Regions from separate parts of the Rattus norvegicus genome. Here region 1 is linked to region 2. A link is a contact called in public Hi-C data. All regions are on one chromosome and are shown on one strand. The core of a region is the stretch at or near the end of the contact, and the rest is flanking DNA. Distances in the headings are between cores, read along the strand shown. Region 1 has its middle 14 kb from the start of Swi5l1. Region 2 overlaps Eya3 (EYA transcriptional coactivator and phosphatase 3).

Region 1 (3,020 bases), core at 160-2,659, 98 kb after region 2:
GCTAGTGTGGCATGGCGCCATGCTAGAACGGCCCTCAGAATGGATGTATGTGTCAGGTGTGGTAAAAACCTGCCAAGGGGACAGTGTGAGAAAACAGCTGGCAGAGAGACGGCCAGAACGCAAGGCTCCCACGGATCTGCCAGGAGTGGGAATGTGCAGGTACGGGTAACTACCAAACTATTTTTTTTTTTTTTGGTTCTTTTTTTCGGAGCTGGGGACCGAACCCAGGGCCTTGCACTTCCTAGGTAAGCACTCTACCACTGAGCTAAATCCCCAGCCCCCAAAAATCTATCATTAAAGGTATGTGCTGCCAGGGCTGGAGAGATGGCTCAGTGGTTAAGAGCACTGACTGCTCTTCTAGAGGTCCTGAGTTCAATTCCCAGCACCCACATGGTGGCTCACAACCACCTAGAATGGGATTCGATGTCCTTCTCTACCATGTAGGCATACATGCAAATAGAGCACTCATGGACATAGATACATCTTTAAAAACAATAAGGTATGTGCTACCACACCCAGTGTATGTGGCACTGGGAGATGGAGCCTCATACATCCTAACAACCTCTCCAGCAACTAAGCTACAGTCCCAGGTCCCCACAGAATGCTGCTGTGAATGAACCGGAAAAGAGGCAGGTGTGGATGTCAGCACTGCAGGGCAATGACAGCAGGTGAGCAGACAGCCTCCACGAAGCTGCAGCAGCAGGCAGGGTGTGGCAAGGAGAACCTGGAGAGTCTCTTTTGATGGCCATTTTAAACATCTCACCTGCCTTTCCTGGCAGTACCCTTAACCCAGGGGAGAGCATCCCAAACCCACACCCTGCTCCAAGTATGGATTCAGTACTTGAAAGCTTCACCCACCACCAAAAAGCCCAGAGGTGGAGACAGATAGGTAGGCAATGGGTAAGAGAGATTAAAAAAAAAAAATCAGAAAGGGGGCTGGAGAGATCGGCTCGGCAGTCAAGAGCACTCCTGTTCTTCCAAACACCTGCAACTCCAGCTCTAAGGAATCTACTGCCCTCTTCTGGATTCTGCAGGTACTGCACTTGTGCACACAACACTCTCCACCATACGCATAATGAACACTCTAATCTTTTTTAAAAATAAGGAAGGGAACGAAAATCCTAGACTCTCTCCTGTCCTAGGAATACAAATGGCGGCGGCGGCAGCCAGAAACTGCCTGTGCTGTGTTATGGATCTCCTTGAGTTGTGGGCACTAAACCTTGAGTGATCCATTAGTAAAGTGGAGACACTTCTGTCCTCCCTTGGGGGCTCCTGGGGACAACACACAGAGAATGCTCTGCAGCGCGCTCAACAGTGAGTCCTTCCCTTCCCTTTCTTCCAACGTCCTTGCCTAGCACTTGCCTTAGGAACCTGGATGCTTGCCGAGTGGCTCCAATGGTAAACACAGAGCCCCACCTGCTGGTAACAGCTGGAACTGCACCCAGCCTAGCCTGCTCTCTTTAGGACACAGGACACTAGACCTTCCCACCCATCACATGCCAGGGCTCACATTCACTGTGTCCTATCATTGCTTCTGCAGAGTGAAGTGGCCTCTCCTCCATTTCTTGGTGACAGTAAGTTTCACACTCCTTGGAAGAGTCCACAACTTTCTCTATTTTGTTCCCTCCTGCTCTGCCAATAAGAAAATGAAATATTCTCTTTCATTTTTCTCAATATTTGGATTTATATCTAAATTTGCTAGACAGACAGACATGGGAGGACCTAGAACATCTGCCTGCCCCTTACTTGGGAGAGACTCCCAGAGGCCAGGGCCAGCCTTACTCACCTGTTTCCAGGGTGTCCTTGCATAATTAGTCACTGTCCCACCTGAAATCTCCCCAAGGAAGCTCTCCCCTAGTGGGTGAGGTGACATGTGTACATCGTTTTCTGGATCTTCCAAAATATCTGACTATGTCTTTTGTACTGTTTAGGAAATTTTTTTTGAGCTGGGCAGTAGTGGTGCTTGTCTTTAATCCCAGCACTTGGGAGGCAGAGGCAGGCAACTCTCTGAGTTTGAGGCCAGCTAGGACTACAGAGAATCCCTGTCTTGAAAACCAAGGGGGGCATGGAGGGACAAAGACAGAGAGACAGACAGAGACAGGATGTCTCTAGCCTTGGGGAACATATGTAGATCAGGCTGGCCTTGAACTCCTTACAGATCTGCTCTGCTTCCCAAGCCTGACCTATGTATGTATGTATGTATGTATGTATGTATGTATGTATGTATGTATGTATGTATATATGTATGTACGTACGTATGCATGCATGCATGTATGTTTGTATGTATGCATGCTCATACACGTGTGCCCAAATGTTTACAGCACTGTATGCAATTGGAGGTCAGAGGACAGCTGTGTGCAGTCCATTTCAGGGATTGAACTCCCTCCACCAGGCTTGGGAAGCAGTGCCTTAGCCACTGAGTGACCCACCCCCTTTTTGAGGCAGTCTTGCTAAAGTAGCCCCTGGAACTTGAAATCCTCCCAACTCAGACCCCCATGTTGAAATTACAGGTGTTTAACACCACATCCAGCTGAAAAAAAATTTTTTTTAAAAAAACTATTTCCTCTTCTTTTCCAGAATTATTTTGTGTATATGAGTACACTGTGGCTGTCTTCAGATACACCAGAAGAGGGCATCAGATCTCATTACAGATGGTTGTGAGCCACCATGTGGTTGCTGGGAATTGAACTCAGGACCTCTGGAAGAGCAGCCAGTGCTCTTAACTGCTGAGCCATCTCTCCAGCCCCCAGGTGAAAATTTTTTTTTTCCAGAGCTGGGGACCGAACCCAGGGCCTTGTGCTTCCTAGGCAAGCGCTCTACAACTGAGCTAAATCCCCAACCCCCCAGCTGAAATTTTTAACTAGCATGAGGAGAGATCCTTTAAGTACTTCTCAATTCTCCAGCAAAGCTTGTGTTCTCTTCCAGCGACTGACCATTCCATTGCCGTGTCCCCCTTCGATGGATCTCCCATCAGTTCCTCTGCCTGCAAACCTTGGTCCTCTTCTGGGTACAGTTCTTCA
Region 2 (2,990 bases), core at 334-2,833:
AATGAGAAACTCAGGGCCATCCCTAGGCTACATTGGCAAGATTGGGTCCTCATGAATCCTGATGTGGACCTCGTCTTCATCTGAGGGGAGCAGACTAACTGCAGACAGGCAAACTATTCTGGCCTTTTCAGGCATTGGCTCTGTTCTTGAAAGTTGGGAGGGAGGGGCTGGAGAGATGGCTCAGCGGTTAAGAGCACTGACTGCTCTTCCAGAAGTCCTGAGTTCAAATCCTAGCAACTACATGGTGGCTCACAACCATCTGTAATGAGATCCGATGCCCTCTTCTGGTGTGTCTGCAGACAGCTACAGTGTACTCATGTAACTAAAATAAATAAATCTTTAAAAAAAAAAAAGTTGGGAGAGAGAGAAAGAAAAACAAAACATTTTTTTTTAAACTTATTTATTATGTACACATCATACAGTTTTCTGCCTACATGTATGCAACTACAGGCCAGAAGAGGGCACCAGATCATAGGTGGTTGTGAGCCACCATGTGGTTGCTGGGAATTGAACTCAGGACCTCTGGAAGAACAGACAGTGCTCTTAACCTCTGAGCCATCTCTCCAGCCCCAAAACAAAACATTATTGTCAAAAAAATCATGGTTGCTTTTGAAAGCCCTGAAGGTTTGTTCACATAGTCTTCTGTCACTGTGCAGGCCAAGCCTTGGTCACCCTTCCTTCACACAGAAACTGTAGATGAGTTTGGGCTATGGAACCTAGCGTCCTGTAGATGAGGCCAAGCATGGTTGTGTGTGCCCAGCTGTGTCTACTTGGGTGGAAGGGGAAATTGGGCCCAGGCTTTGATTGGCTTCATCGACATAAAAAAGGCCCTGTCTCCAGTCAGGTGACATCAGTTTGTACCATGAAGTCTGTTTGCTCGTCTGCTGTGTGGGCATCTGAAGTTCTCTCCTTGGCCTTTATTGCTTTAGTTTCAGATTAGTGCCGTGACTTACCAGCTGTGACTGATGTCACCCAGTTCATAGAAGCCACAGCAGCTGCTAGTGAGGATACGATTGACACGGTTGGCACCACTATTTGATAAAGTTTCATTTGTCACTTAATAGAGCAATTTGAGAAGTTTGCTTTTCCGTGTTAGTCACTGGAGCTTTGACTCTCCTGCACTGCTTAGTCTCACCGTGGGGAAAGATCAGTGGCTTCTCAGTCTAGAGATGAGAAAGAACTTGAGCTTCAGGAGTTCACCCCTAAGCTAATGTCTGCAATCTGCTAGAAAGTTCAGAAACCCAGGGTGTATGTGAGTCCCCGTAGCCAAGTCCTCAGCACTGAGGATAAAAACACTATATTCATTAAAAATGTCTGAGTACAGGCGGATCTCTGTGAGTTCAAGACAGCCAGGGTTATTCAGAGAAATCCTGTCTTGTGTGCCCCCTTTCCCCAAAAATCTAAGTGCTTTATGCAACTTAACCTACTTTCTGTCAGGAACCTTTCTGCCAGCCTTTATGAAAGAAAACCAATCCTTGCCTGAATGTACCCCAAGGATGAGGGGACTAATCTGAAGTGGCCTGCCCATGGGGTCAGCCAGACTGTCACTGTTCTTCCGTCCATTCATTCCCTGATCTGGCTGCTGCACAGGGAACAGTTTACACCTCACAGAACATGGATTCAGGCACTCAGTCCCTTCCAGCACTGTACATGGTGTTCTTGGCACCAGTCTGATGGCCTGCCATCTGCACAGCCTCCATCTGGGCATGGGCAGGTTTGAGCCTGCTAGAGCTAAGGCTGACAGGAGATTGGCCCTCACAAGGTAGTGAGACTTACCTTAGTGTCAGCTTCTTCCCCAGCCTAGTAGTTGTAACAGGATCTCTTGTTACTCAGCCTGGCCTCAATCTTATAATCCTCCTGCCTCAGCCTCCCAAGTGTTGGGATCACAGGTGTTCACACCACATTCAGAAGTAGTAATTTTTTTTAATCTGAACCATTTTATTTGATCCTGATCCTTGATCCTTAAAACCTGGAACAAGTATCTTATAAAAGTACAGGTAGCATTGAAATCTCCTAAAACTTCCTCATGTCAGTATGGTGGCCCATGTTGTACAGCGTTATCACACATGACTTGATCCTTCAGTCCTGTGAGATAGGCAACATCAGAGGGTTTCCGAGAACCTCAAGATGTCTGTGGAAGAGGGGTGTAAGCGGAGTCCCAGATGCTGAGCTAACGAGCCCTCCTTCCTTCCCTTCCAGCACAACATGCCCTTCTGGAGGATCACAAACCATGGAGATCTGGTGTCCCTGCACCAGGCTTTAGAGCTCGACTTCCTCTAAGAACTGGAATGTGGGACCTTCCTTCCTTGTGAGCTTCTTTTTACCTCCGACAGGAGCCAGAAGCCAGAACCCTCTGAGCCCCTTCTCTCCTGTCTGTCTCTCCATGTCTCAGCGCCCCTCCCCCTCTCCTGCTCTCTCTCCATGGAATGCTGGCGAGCACACAATCAGAACCAACAGCTGCAGCCCACGTCCACTGTACAGCAGGAGGCGCCTGGATAAAGCTGCAGACCGGCTGCAGCCACTGTGCTTTAATTTTTCAGTTTCCTTTGGGAAAGGAAGAACAAGGAAAGCTGATGCTCAGGGCACAGCTGTGCTCACACGGACAGACTGGGAGCTGCTCCTGAGCGTGGGGATGGAACGTGCGTCCCCTTGAGATCTTCTGTTCTCTTAGTGTAGACTGTCTCCCAGTGATGGGTATGTTGTTTTTATAGGTGAGGGTCTGGTCTCTCAAGCAGCCTTCCCCACTTCTCTATGAAGAAAGCAGTGTGTAAAGTTTCCGTGACAGTAGTAATGGAAATATCTAAAATACCTCCGTGACAGGACCTCTTCTGGACAGGACCGAGGCTCCAGTGCTCTGCTCTCTAGCGAGGCTCCTTGCCATCTACAGGGCCCTGGTCACTTACTTTAGACTTTGGCATCTCCCATCTTGTAAGCCTCGGTCTCCTTGGCAATCCTACTTCACCTGTAAGCAAATGGCACAACCCTGGAAA

What was found. A called contact is a pair of places that touch in the nucleus more often than the background predicts.
Region 1: a Hi-C map of Schwann cells shows a contact between it and region 2, with 10 times the contacts expected there. The contact joins two enhancer-like sites. A contact is called at or near these places in 11 of 12 Hi-C or Micro-C datasets (the A7r5 cell line, the Rat2 cell line, Schwann cells and 6 more) and 1 of 1 datasets of contacts at active chromatin or transcription factors (oligodendrocytes).

Annotation. Positions count from the first base shown.
Region 1 is chr5:150,310,857-150,313,876 of GRCr8, forward strand. No RefSeq gene overlaps it. Among named protein-coding and RNA genes, the nearest start is that of Swi5l1, 14 kb to the left of the region's middle. Within about 2 kb of position 1,410, at least 18 of the 93 cell types and tissues checked have an H3K27ac peak or open chromatin away from gene starts, as enhancers often do.
Region 2 is chr5:150,212,803-150,215,792 of GRCr8, forward strand. Eya3 (EYA transcriptional coactivator and phosphatase 3) reads left to right here. Exons shown (of 18, transcript NM_001415864.1): 18 at 2,200-2,990. The coding sequence ends at 2,280. Among named protein-coding and RNA genes, the nearest start is that of Xkr8, 15 kb to the right of the region's middle. Within about 2 kb of position 1,584, at least 24 of the 93 cell types and tissues checked have an H3K27ac peak or open chromatin away from gene starts, as enhancers often do.